Regions from separate parts of the Sus scrofa genome. Here region 2 is linked to region 1. Evidence: chromatin contacts called from public HiChIP or PLAC-seq data. All regions are on one chromosome and are shown on one strand. The core of a region is the stretch at or near the end of the contact, and the rest is flanking DNA. Distances in the headings are between cores, read along the strand shown.

What was found. HiChIP or PLAC-seq counts read pairs in DNA pulled down with a chosen protein or histone mark.
Region 2: an H3K27ac HiChIP or PLAC-seq map of skeletal muscle shows a contact between it and region 1, with 8 times the contacts expected there. The contact joins two enhancer-like sites. A contact is called at or near these places in 2 of 47 Hi-C or Micro-C datasets (embryonic fibroblasts and skeletal muscle) and 1 of 2 datasets of contacts at active chromatin or transcription factors (skeletal muscle).

What each region holds. Positions count from the first base shown.
Region 1 is chr7:57,133,439-57,139,911 of Sscrofa11.1, forward strand. PSTPIP1 (proline-serine-threonine phosphatase interacting protein 1) reads left to right here. Exons shown (of 15, transcript NM_001244186.1): 4 at 1,931-1,965; 5 at 2,195-2,301; 6 at 4,823-4,885; 7 at 5,485-5,583; 8 at 6,434-6,473. Among named protein-coding and RNA genes, the nearest start is that of PSTPIP1, 34 kb to the left of the region's middle. Within about 2 kb of position 3,948, at least 3 of the 83 cell types and tissues checked have an H3K27ac peak or open chromatin away from gene starts, as enhancers often do. A contact at or near this core is called in skeletal muscle, where this site is marked.
Region 2 is chr7:57,671,123-57,677,675 of Sscrofa11.1, forward strand. No RefSeq gene overlaps it. Among named protein-coding and RNA genes, the nearest start is that of HMG20A, 170 kb to the left of the region's middle. Within about 2 kb of position 4,694, at least 10 of the 83 cell types and tissues checked have an H3K27ac peak or open chromatin away from gene starts, as enhancers often do. A contact at or near this core is called in skeletal muscle, where this site is marked.

The DNA of each region.
Region 1 (6,473 bases), core at 2,698-5,197:
CTATGGCTCCTCAGGAGTCCTGGTGAAGGGGGCAGCCGCAGTATGTATTTCGCCTCCTTAGTTAAGGGACCATAAACACAGGCGGAGAATTTTACTCCTGAGAGCCGACAAGCCTCACTTCAGGGCCAATCTAGAGCCCCACACACCAGCTCTGTCTGGGTGCTTGGAGACTCACCCACGGGCCCAGGCCGGGCATCCCTCACACACATGTGCTCATGATCAGTTTGTTCCTCACGCCCACGGGGTGGCAGGGAGTGAGGGAAAGGGAGCCTAATCTATGGGGCTGCTTCAAGGGGACCCCCTACCTGAAGGCGAACCAACAGGAGGTTTCTGATAATAGGGGACATGCATTAAGGTCTTAGATAGAGTGTTTTGAGGGCATAGCTCAGGTCAGGTTCAGGAGTCTGAGGGATCCCCCCCAGGATGCCTCCGGTTGTGCAGATGTGGGCTCAGCAGAGGGAGGCCTAACAACAGCAGCCCTTGTAAAGCACCTGCTTTGCACCAGGTCCTGACAGAGGTACTCTATACATATGAATTCATTTGATCCTCACAACCATTCTGTTTGTGCTGTTTTTATCCCCATTTGGCAGAAGGGGAAACTGAGACACAGGCTAAGGAACTTGTCCAAGGTCACACAGAGAGTGAGTGGCAGGGTTTGGACTGAACCCAGACCATCTGGCTCCAGGGTCGTCTTCTAATGCATGTGGGAGTCCAGAGTGGGAGGTCCCTACCCAGGTTCCTAGCCTGGGAGTACGAGTCACTTCCCTCCTCTGCCAGGAGGTGGTGCTCACCCCTCTGAGAGGCCCCTGTGCCTGACAGGCTGGGGCAGGCATTTCCCTGTCAGTTCTATTCTGACCCAAGGATCCCTGTGCCTCCTGGTGCCCCTCACCTCCCAGCAGACAGGATGGGGTTCCAAGGGGGCTCGACACCTCTGCTCGGGCCTCAGCTCGATTTGTAGCTCTGGGAGAGACCCCCTCCACAGGACTGCCAGATAAAATACAGAATGCCTCGGTAAATTTGAATTTCAGATAAATGACAGATATTTTAAAAATGTAAGTATATTCCAAATATTACCAGGGGCATGCTTATATTCAAAAAGTATTTGTTTATCTGAAATCTGAACTTAACTATCCGGCATTTTTATTTGCTCCATCTCGCAATTCTACCTGGTGCATCACCCCTCACCTCCCATGCCCAGCGCCACCTGCTTCCCTTCCCGCTCTCCCTCTCAACCCCTGGAGTGGACAGCACCTACATCTCTGCTCTAGACTGGCCACCTCGATGCTTCCTGACTCCTCCTGCTGGGGTTTTTAAGGCACCCCAAGCCTGGTGCACCCTAAAGTAACTCCCTATCTTCTTCCCTCCTGGGACCCACTCAGAGGTGTCCCTTCCAGCCGCCCAGCCGCCCAGCCAGGGACCAGGGAAGCCCTCAGCCTTCTGATGTCCTCACTTGTACATCCTTTTCATCCTGTCCTAAAGCCCCCACATCTCTCCCCTGCAGCACCCCTGCCTGCTTGTCACCCCCCTTCCCCCAGAGCCCCCATTCCACTCCCTTCAAAATGTCCTCAGGCCACCTGCCAGGTCTGAACCCCACCTTCTCCTGCTTCAGTTCATTCTAAAGAGAGAAGAGGACTACCGGGGAGGGACTCTGGGGGGCGGGGGGCTGGGGACTCCCAGAAGCCAGGAGCCTTCCACCACAGTGGGAGCTTTTGACTCCTTTGTATTTTCCAAAGAGAGCTTTGCCTTCCAGAAATTCCAGCTTGGGCTCTGAGGGGATGGTCACAGTCTGGCCAGAGAGTCCTTTGGGTCGAGATCGGTGTGTGTGAGTGACCTAGCGCCCTCCCACGGAAGTAAAAGTCCCTGGGCCCAGCCAGGACTTCAGGTTCTGCCCCGCTGTCCTCCTGCTGACCCTGGTCTTTCTGTTTTGCAGCTCCCTGAGGGCCTCCTTTGACTCCCTGAAGCAGCGTAAGTCCCACCTGTCCCCACCGCAGGCTGCAGGGTGACAGGACCCTCTGGGAACACGGTATCCCCATAGCTGGAGATGGATGGATCCTGGCTGGGAGGGGTTGTTGTGAGGCTGGTGGAGACACCCTGTGGGGTTGGGGCTGGGCTGGTCCAGGTGGGGGCGAGTGTGTGAGCGGCTGGGGCCCATCAAGTCTGATATCAGCAACTGACGTCCTTACTCTGCCCCCAGAAATGGAGAACGTGGGCAGCTCCCACATCCAGCTGGCCCTGGCCCTGCGCGAGGAGCTGCGGAGCCTGGAGGAGTTCCGAGAGAGGCAGAAGGAGCAGAGGAAGAAGGTGAGGCAGTGGAAGTGGTGGGGGAGGGGCTCTCCTCCTGGAAGGTGGGGAGACTGCACTCCAGGCTTGGAACAGGGCCCAGCTCTCAGGCCTGAAAGCCCGACCGTAGGTCTTCCCACTGAGCTATCTTCTACCAAGAAGAGGGAAAGACATTAACATTTTTTTCTGAAAAATTTTTATTGACGTATAGTTGATTTACACAATGTTGTGTTAATTTCTGCTGTGCAGCAAAGTGATTCATTTGTACACACGTAGATATTCTTTTCACATTCTTTTCCATGATGGTTATCACACGATATTGAATACCATTCCCTGTGCTCTACAGTAGGTCCTTGTTGTGATCCATTCTCTGTGTAATGGTTTGCATCTGCTAACCCCGAACTCCCAGTCCTTCCCTCCCTCTTGGCAACCACAAGACTGTTCTCTATATCTGTGAGCCTGTTTTTGTTGTGTAGATATATTGACTTGCGTTGGATTTTAGATTCCACATATAAGGGATACCACATGACATTTGTCTTTCTCTGACTTCTTTCACTTACTATGAGAATCTCTAGTTGCATCCATGTTGCTGCAAGTGGCATTATTTCATTCTTTTTTTTATGGCTGATAGTATTGCATTGCATAGTCATTGGTCATTTTGATTATCCTACTTCCACTAGGCTGTAGAGGGTCCCTGACAGCTTGGGGGTATCCAAAGGAGGGGAGTCACCAGAAACTGGTCCTGAGCTGAAGGATCAGGGTTGTTTATCCGGGAGAAAGGAGGACTTGGGCGAGTCAGTCACGGCGGCCATTCTGCAGGGCTGCCTGAGGCTGAAGGGAACAGAGCTTGCAAGTGGTGGGGGTGCTGAGTTTACCTTAGCATCCAAAAGTGCTTTTCACTCATCTGTAGGGTGTGGCTGTCCCTAGATAGAGGGACCGCATGGAAAGGAAGTGGGAGGGATGCAGCAGAGGTTGGATGGGAGGTGGGCTTGGTGACCTCTGTGTCCCAGGGCCCCCTCCCAAACCTGAGACTCTGACTGGTGGAGCTCGTGGCCCTCTGGGAAGGCAGATGGGCCTCAGTGATGAGGGTGGTGCCTTGGACGGGGGCGGGGAGGCCAGCACACAGATGTACTTCTTGCTTGGAGAGGAAGGATCATTGTAAACTGTCCAAGGAACTGGAATGGAAGAATCCATTCAACGGAGCTGGGAAGGGGAAGAAGGAGATAGTTCATGGCTGGGACTGAGTATCCCGGCCAAGCCACTTCCCCTGTCTGTGCCTCCGTTTCCCTCTTGCAGGATGGGACACTTATGTCCACCTCCCAAGTGTTGGGGACCCAGACCAGAACCAGCCCCCCTCAGTCTTCACAGGCAAGGTGCCAGCTCCAATTAGAGGCTCTTACCACAGAAATTCAGTGTGGCTGCACCCCCTGTCTGCCTATCTAGCTAGTTGGGGTTTCAGCCTTTCAGGATTCTAAATCTGGGTTCCTGAGCAGACTGTGGGTCCCCAAAGCCAGCCACAGAAACTGGCCTGGCCTTGAGGTGCAGGAGCAGAGGCCCTCTCTGGGCTGAAACTTGCCTGGGAAACATCTGCTGTGACCATGAGGCCCCAGGATGGCTATTTTGAGCTTTCCTGTGGCCAGTGAGACTGTGATGTCTACAAATAGCTGTTTTGGACAGTGACACCTTCCGCAGAGTGGCCAGGTCCTCCACAAGCAGAGGAGAGCTATGATGCAGTGTGTGGGGAAGACTGCCTGCATGTGTGTGCACACATGTGCATGTATGGACATGTGTGTGTGCCCAGGAGAACATGGGTGTGTGTGTGTGTGTGCACACCTGTGAACACATGCATGTGTCTTGGTGTGTGTGTGTTGGACCAGGTGGCTTCCTGAGGCCTTGTCGCTGACACAGGCCCCACTGTGACCCCAGGCACAACTTGGCTATAGCCCTGACATGAGGGGTGTCTCATTCCCTCATTTCCAGTCCCTGCCAGGCACATCCTCCATCTGAACGAGGAGCACGGGAGGCAAGGTGGGGGTGCAGAGGCCCCGTGTGCCTGCGTGTGTGGCCATGACTAAATTTGGAGTGTGTGTTCACCTGTGTGCAGAGGCTCATGGCAGGGGGGGTGGCACTTGGGAGAGGTGTGTGAAGGCCTTGTGTGTGCAAGTATGAGCAGTAGGAACCTTTTAGCGTGTACTTCTGCGCATGGGTGGAACTCTGTGCGCATGTGTACACGGAGCATGATGGCTGTATGCGGGTACAGGGGCGCATGCGTGCGTGCAGGCTGGGTGTCCCCAGCTAGAGATGAAGTCTGGACAGGTCAGTAGCGAGAGGCTACGATGGCACATCCGTGCCTCGGGCTCCCCGCTTTCTGCTCTGAGTGCTGGTTGTGAAAGAGCAGGTCCTGGGAGAGGGGGGTCTTGGTGCCACCCCCTTCAGAGCCAGTAGGGGATGCTGGGCCTCATCCCAGGGACACCCGTCCTCTTGGCCTAGGGGAGTGTCCCGAGGCCACAGCCCCACGCTCAGAGCTTCGTGTCCCCCGCAGTTCGAAGCTGTCATGGACCGTGTCCAGAAGAGTAAGCTGTCCCTCTACAAGAAGGCCATGGAGGTGAGTGCCAGGGCCTTGGGCCTGGGGGTGGCAGGGCTCAGGGTGTGGATCCCAGGAGCCCTGGGCGGGCACAAGGGACAGGGCTGGCCTCAGGCCTCTGTCCAGCAACAGGCACAGTGGGGCTGTGCTGGGTCCACCTGCCCTTGGGAGCTCCTCCTGATGGGCAGGTAATTGGTCCCGACAGTGGTCCCCTGGGTCATCCATGCTGGAGCTGGGGACTTGGGGGGATGAAAGGAGTGGGGACCTCTGAACTGTCTCCTAGGACAGAGTAAGGAGGAAAAAAATGGCTCTACAGGAGAGGACGGCATGTGCAGAGGCTGCCCCTGTGACAGTGCAGGGCGTTTTCAGGGCCCTGCTGGTAGTTTGATGTGACCACGCCCCTGAAGAGGCCAGGGCCACAGGCAGGGCTACCCTGTCCCCACTGGGAAGGGGCCTGGGCACACGATGCCCTTCTCCATCTCCATTCTGGACCCCCAGTCCCTGTCTGTGGTGAGGAAGCCCCTGTTCCATCCACACCCCTCAGCGGGTAGAAGAGAGGCTGAGCTCAGAAACCTCCCTCTGGGGCCTCTACGTCATGTGTCTGTGTCCCCGCCCCCCAGTCCAAGAAGACGTATGAGCAGAAGTGCCGGGATGCTGACGACGCGGAGCAGATCTTTGAGCGCATTAGTGCCAATGGGCAACAGAAGCAGGTGGAGAAGGTGCGTTGAGCCACTGAAGTCACCTGGTGTCCCTGGGCTGAGACAGGGCGGGAGTCAGGGCAGGGGTGACACAGACCGTTAAGGCAAGGTGTGCATCTGGAACACGCTGGCTGCTCCCCTCTCTCTGAACCTCCATTTCCCCATCTGTGAAATGGGTTTCCTGGAATCTCAGGGTCTAGATGGCGTCAGCTCGATCCACTTTGCCATGTCCAGGCTGCACTCAAGGTCCTTCCTCGGAGCAGGCCCAGAGCTCACAGGGCCATGAGAGCAGATGCTAACCCTCACATGACCCTTGGGAGAGGGGCTCGGTAGGCCCATGTCACAGAGAGGAAATGGGCCCAGAGAAGGCGAGGAAGCAGCAGAGAAAGCACCCCCACCCGGAGTGGCCAGGCCCCAGCCCTTGTCGGCTCTGACCTCTAGGCCAGAACGGGATGTGGGAGCCTCCCGGGCCTGAGAACGCGTTTGCCCTTGTCCCGGACAGGAAAGCCAAGGCCCAGAGAGGGCAGGGGCCTGCGGGCGAGTTGGTGGCAGCGAGTCAGGACCAGAGCCCAAGCCCCAGGCAGTGGGTTCTGCAGTGGTCGTGGGGCCCCAGGTCGTTTCTTGCTCTAAGTCTCAGCATCTAGTTTTCACATCTGAGCTGCAGGTTTCTGGTTTATTCCTTTTTCATCAGAACCACCCTGTGGGCCCGTGGGGAGAGGCTGGAGTTAAACGAGGGAACTTGCCCATATGTGGCTCCTTAGTGTCCCGCTGGGTGGCCGGGGAGGCTGTGACAGGTCCCCTCTGAGATGCCCAGGGAGGCCGGGGACCCGGGGGCTGGGGCCTCAGCGCTGCTTTTCTGCTGTCTCCTCAGAGCCAGAACAAGGCCAAGCAGTGCAAGGACTCCGCCATGG
Region 2 (6,553 bases), core at 3,444-5,943, 540 kb after region 1:
GTATGGGGGTGCAAGCTGCCGCATGGGCCCTCCAGAGCCCTGCCCCAGAGAAGATGGCCAACTGAGCCTCCGTGGCCAGCCATCTGGAAGGCCAAGATACCTCCTCCTTCTCCCTGTCACCACCCCTGGGCTGCAGTGTCCCCCAGATGTCCCTCCTGGATAGAGAGTAGATGGCAGCCAAGGAAGGCTGTCACTGTAGTAGTGTGTGACCTAGCCTCAGCCTGGTCTCTCTTAGGGTCCAACCTAGGCCTTGAGGATGTTGGGGGGGGATGTATGGCAGGACCGGCCCAGCTGATGGAGGGTTTCTTCCCAACTGGTGGAGGGGTGCAGAAGCTGCCACATCAGCAGCCAGAGGAAGGAGTCAGTCTGGCACCCAGAAGGAGCTCCCTGGCCAGCTGCCCCACTTCAGCACCCAGTGTGAGCAGGAGAGGGGTAAGATGGGGCTGTTGGCAGGCTCCCTGAAAGAGGCCTAGGAACTCGGGCTGACAGGCAGGGTCCTAGCACACAGGAGGACCCCAGCTCAGCCTGTAATAGGAATGAATCATGCATATGCATGAGACCTCATGACTATGCATGTTAGCAAGAAGCCTAACTGCTGGCTTCTGGCTCAGCTGGGCTTGGGATAAGGCAGGAGTCTCTGGCCCCACCATCCCTATGGCCCTAGGACCCTGGCTTATGTGACTGACAGCTGTCAGAGCAGCTGGAGCAGGAATTCCATTTCCTGTCTTGGTTCTGCTCCTGTCTCTTCCCAAGACGCAGAGCAAATCACTGCCCTGCCTTAGGCCTCAGCTATCCCCTCTGCACAATGGGGGTAAGTCTCAGTTCAAATGCCTTCAGGGGTTGTACTGAAGGTCAAATCCAGGGAATAGCCATCCTGTGGACTGGATTCCCCTGGAAGTTTAAGAAGGGTCTTTTAGAGTCAGAGGTTGTTCAAGACTCATTCAAGGTCCCAGAGAAGGAGTGCTGCATATTAATGCCTTTAGCAGACTTAAAAACTGTGGCCCAGAAAGGCAGAGAGACTTGACCAAAGTCACACCAGTGGGTCCTAAGCCCTGTAGCCTGGTCCTTGCCCCGGTCAACTTTCGGACCCTGTGCGGTGCTGCTCTCCCCAACCTAGGCACCTATGCCATTTCCTGTCACGTCACCAGGGCTTTCTAAGCCATTTGTTTTTATGTCTGTATGTTGGGTGGCCCGTGAGGGGGGTTGGCATCCGCCTGTGAGTATAAAACTGACAAGAGGCGCTGGTGGAGTGTGGAAACTGTCAGCAGAGCAGCCGCCTGTGAAATTAACATGATATCGAAAGCGTCAATGTTTATTTACTGGAAATATCTGGACAGGATGCAAAGCAGGCCTGCAGCTGCTGCCTCGAGGGTGAGGGTGAGGGTCACCCCTGCCTGTCCCTCCTCACCAGCTACCAGGCCCTGCTAGCAGAATCCACGGACCCCCTGGCTGAGAGTCCCATTCTCTTCCTGACCTGCTGAGGAACAAGCTTTCATGGAGAAAGCATGGCTTCCTTTAAGTTTGTCCTAAAGTAATCTCCTCATGTTCCATTGTTCTAGGGATGGTGTCTCCTGGATCTAGTGAATGAGGATAGGTCCTTGTTCTCCCTGTCAGCCCTCCCCCAGCCCAAGCTGATTGGGCCAGGTTAAGGTCACCTGACTAAAATGTAGCCAATCAGGGTACAGAGATTAGGTTAGCTGCTGGGAAATGAGTGGAGATTGTGTTGGCTCCCAGCAGGGGCTACCATCTTGGGGTGGTCAAGCTCAGCTAAATGCATGTTGATGAGTGAGGGAAAAGCTTGAGTTGCAGAGATGCAGAGGAGAATGGAAGAGATATACAGAGGGAAGCAGAGATGAGAGACCTCTTAGCTCCTGGTAGAGACACACAGACAGATGGTTTTCTGTTTGGGGTGAGAAGCCTGGCAGTTCATTGTGCAATCATATTTCTTCACATCTCTCTAACCCTACAATCAAAGGGTCCTTTGGGGAAAAAGGGCAGGAATCCATTGAACCTGGCCCTAAGACAGAGACTGACCTTAGAACTGAGATGACAAGAAACAGATCCTCAGATAAAGTGTGGAATTAGCTGGGAAGAAGTGAATGTGGTGTTAGTGGCCCATGGCATGTGGTAACAAAGCGGCTAATTGTGCTGTGCCCATTGTTGTTGGGATCCAGACCTGGGGCCCACTGAGAGCCAGGCTGAAGAGACCACAGAAAAAAGTAGAATCAGGGATCCTCCCTGTAGCTTGCTTCTTCTCTCTACATCCTCTGTGAATTGGAAGCATGGCTCTTGGTAGCTCCCAGGCTCGCTGTTCCCAGCCTGAACTCCAGAGAAAAACTGATATTGGTATTCTCTGGTTCCAAGTTCAGATAATAGGGGAAAGGGTTCTGATTAGCTGCACTTGGGGCAGGTGCCGATTTCTTGTTCACTGACACCAGTGAGGAGATGTGGCTTGGATAAGAATTGGCCCCTTATCCTAGTCACACACATGGTGGGGGGTCGGCGGAGGAGGGGGCACCTCACAGGGAGCAGACAGAACAATTGACATCCACTCTTCTCTGCCCCCACCACCTTCTCCTCTCCTGGGGGATACGATGGCATCTACTGATGACAACTAGGCAGTATGGGGCTGAAAGCTTTTTTTTACTCCTCCCCTTTGCTACTGCTGCCTCAGCTGATTGGACCAAGGGTGGACACCTCATCTGATCCCGGCCCATCATAGTTTCTCCTGGGAATTTAATATTGAATATAATGGTAGAGTGGATTGTGGAGTGGAGCTGAGGCTGCCCTCTTACGGGGGCAGTGCTCAGTCAGACATTCCCTCCCCCACCATTGGGCTGAAGAGGAAGCCACCCCCTCTGCAGAGAGGGTCGGTGACCTGAGCTGCTGTGCAGCCAGAAGCTGAGCCAAAAGAAGAGGGAGGCTTCCTATAATGGGTTTCCCTGAGACTCTCTCCTTACAGAAACCCCCGCATTAGAGAGTCTTTCAATGAGCTTCTGTTCATTGCAGTCAAATTGTTTTGGATACAGACAGCACTAAAAGCTAAAATTTAGCCCAGCCCAAGAGCTCCACAACCCCTGCCGCCTCCATTGTTCTGTCCTGGAGGGGTCCAGTGCGGAGGGCACATCCCACAAGCCAGGCACTTTGCATGGGCATGGTCTCCAAGCTTCCCAACAACCCAGTAAGGTAGGGATGATCATAACCATTTTTTAAGAAGTGCCGTGTTTTGCTGCAGGCCGCCTGGCTGATTCACGCAGAGCAGAGCAGAGACGTAAACCGGGTGAGCCAAATCACTTCCAATGCATCTCGCTGGAAGCCAATTATGTAAAGCAGGTCAGAGTGGAGGTCTTGCTGTGATAAAGGGATGGGGGGGGGGTTGCTGCTTGCGCTCCCCCCAGAGTGGGGATAGAGCTTGAAAGGAGGGGAGTTGATCATTTGAAAACAATCCCACGGGGGCCTAGGCCCTGAGAGAGATACCTCGAGAGGGCCAAGGCCAGGGACGGACACGGGGCATGCTTGGAAGCTGGGAGCTCTGATTATTGGCACGACCATTGCTCCTGTCATCACATAGGCTACAGGGTGCTTTGTGAACCAGAGCCCCCTCCTATCCCATCCATGCAATTCCTCATAACTCCTGGTCCTTGCAGCTCTGATGACAATTTGTAAATGGGTGTTATTTGAGTGATCAGCTGGTTGGTGTCTGTCTCCCCCATCAGACCCTAAGCTCCCTGAGGGCAGCAACTTTCCCATTCTTGTTCCTCATCACATCCCTGGTGCCTAGCCCAGTGCCGGGTGAGAGGAGGTACTCGATGAATAGGGGGGAATGAGGAAGGGAAGGAGCGCTCAAGAGCAAGAATTACAGCTCCATTTTAAAGATGGGGAATGTGAAACCCAGGGAGAGGAAACCCAGTGGCCAGGGTCAGTCAGGGAGCAACTGCTAAGCTGGGCTAGGACACAACCCAGAGCAACGGAGGCCCAAGAAGACAAAGCAGAAGAGAGAGTTCAGAATGGCTGCAGGCGCAAGTAATCCTGGGCAAATGTAAAAAATTACAAATTGAATGTAGGAGAAAAACATGGTGAGAAGACCCTGAGTGAAGCCCCTTCCTGCGACTGAGCCCTCCCTCTCTGCCAGGGAACACCACCCCTTCCAGCGGGAGCAGCTAGAATGAGCAGCGGCAGCTCTCCCCAAGGCTGAGAACCATAGGCAGGCCAGACCCACAATGAGCAGTAGGTGGGCCACAAGCTGGAGAAGGTGAAAAGCCTTGCAGGGCCCCTTTAGAAACCATGCTTGTTCTTAATGTTCCTAAGGTGGGGGAGGCTTGTCTGCCCAATAGGGTAAAAATCAATTATGATTAGTTGTCACTCTCGGCTGTTAATTTCTACCCTGGTGGGACAAGTTTCCCTCTTGGACAGGGCACCCGGTATTGGAACGAGTCTGGCTGTGTGTCAGGGACAAACCCTCCTGTGTTTGCTCACCCCCTGTGAATCTCCTGGTCCAGGGCCCCATGCTTGCGCTGAATGTTCTGAATGAAGGCTGGGGGCTAGAAACTGTGGGAGAAGGTGGCATTATATATGATGGGGCGTCCATAAGAATAATAATAGTAGAAGCAAACACTGATTGGTCACTTGCTCTGTGCCAGACGCTATTCGAAGTGCTTTGCAGGCATGATCTAATTTAATCCTCACAAGTTACATGGGCAAGCTGCCCAAAGGCACACAGCTGGTACGTGGCAGAGCCAAGATTTAGACCCAGGTCATCTGGCTCCAGATCCCATGCTTAACTTTCTACCGTCAGGCCCTTTGACCAACCCTCACCTCTTTACGCTTTGTGTAGAGTTTTTGCCTAGTCCCAGTAGTGGCAGGCCCTGGACCAGGGGGTTGACAGAATTGGCGGGTGGAGAGGTGGCAGTGAGAAAGGGACTATTTGGGAAGATGACCTATACCATGAGCTGAAGGTTGTCAGAAAAAAGTGAGCATGTGTGTGTGTGTGTGTGTGTGTGTGTGTGTGTACACAGTGGAGAAGAGGAAAATGCGGGGGTAGAGGACATACCAAGCAGAGGGAAGAATATTTGGGGAGGCCTGGAGGGAAGGATCGTGGGCATTTCAGGAAAAGGAAGCCAATGCAAGCTCTTCAGAACCCTCTGGAAAGAGGAGACCATACTGGGTCATAAAGGCTGCCCCGAAGTCTTTGAGCCCCACAAACCCCACAAGGCATCTCTGGTCAAGATGCTGACCTGCCACGCCCATCCAGGGGAACCAGCGTTCCTGGGATTTATTTCAGGCTCAATATCTGGGCACCTCTGAGGAACCCCTACCACTCCGCCCTCAGCCTAGCCCTGCCTTCTAATCTGTAAGGACTAGGGCCCGCACAAGTGTTGGGAGTGGGGTAGGGGATGAAGGGGACGTTCCCGTGGCCACGCCCCTCCCGGCCCCTCCCAGCCCGTAGCCTGCACCTCCGCTGGTCACCTAGGAGACAGCTCCTGGTGAGCTCTCATTGGCCGACCGTGGCTCTAGGGGCGGGAGCGAGGCCCCGGCTGCTGTCCGCACGTGCACGTGCGTGCGCAGGCTCACGTGTGTGAGCAGGCTGCGGGGGCACTGGGCTCTGCTCTGGGCTGGACGCGGTGATCCCAAGAAAGAGGGAAGCGGCGGGATGGGATTGGGAGGACCCAGCCGGTCGGAGGTTGGTTTGGCAACATTCTGAGCTGGGGAGGGGGGCTGTTCGGAGGATCTGTGCTTTAGTGTGAATGCACAGGGGAGAGGATCCAGTGTGGTATACCAGTGTGAACTATTACACTATACAGCTATCATCAGTACCAAAGTGTATGCTAAGGGTGTCTGCCTGCATAGGTGAAAAGATTTGTGTGTGGACACATGTCTGTGTGGGACAATGTGTGGGGCTGTGTAAGTGTGAGCGCTTCCATGTGCACAGGTGTGCCCGAGGGAGTGGGTGTGTGCGTGTGTGTGTGTGTGTGTGTGTAGCAGAGAGATGTGCATACTCTGCCTCTGATGCTCCCACACCTCAAATCTCTCCTCCATAGACTCTGAGATGTGTCACTTTCATGCTCAGTGCCCTGCCACGGCTCCCCACTGCCCCTACAGAACCCCTGCCTCAACTTCCCCAGCCCCTCACACACAAGTCCACCCTCCCTCCCACAGAAGCACCAAGAGCCAACAGGAAGGGGGTTTGTGTCCTTGGTGCAGGGGAGGCTTCAAGGGTAGGTGTTATTCCCTCATCCACCTCCCCACCCGTCCTCCCGTTCCTGCAAGTGTGTTTGGGAAATTTTCTTTTGTGACGGAGAGCTGGAGGCCAGCTGGGAGCCCCCAGCTGGGACCTGGGAACATATCATGGGGTACCCTGGCCTCTCCAGCTCTTTGCTCACCTCAGAGCAATCCTTTCGTCTACCCCACACTGCCAGCTGTCCTTTCTGCCTTGGGGCAACTGCAGAGGCCCATCAACCTTGCAGTGACCCTGTCCCTTCCAGCTGCCCCGCAGGATAAAGGAAACAGATGTTCTCCTGGCTGCTGGCCAGCCAGGTGACAGCTAGTGGCCAGG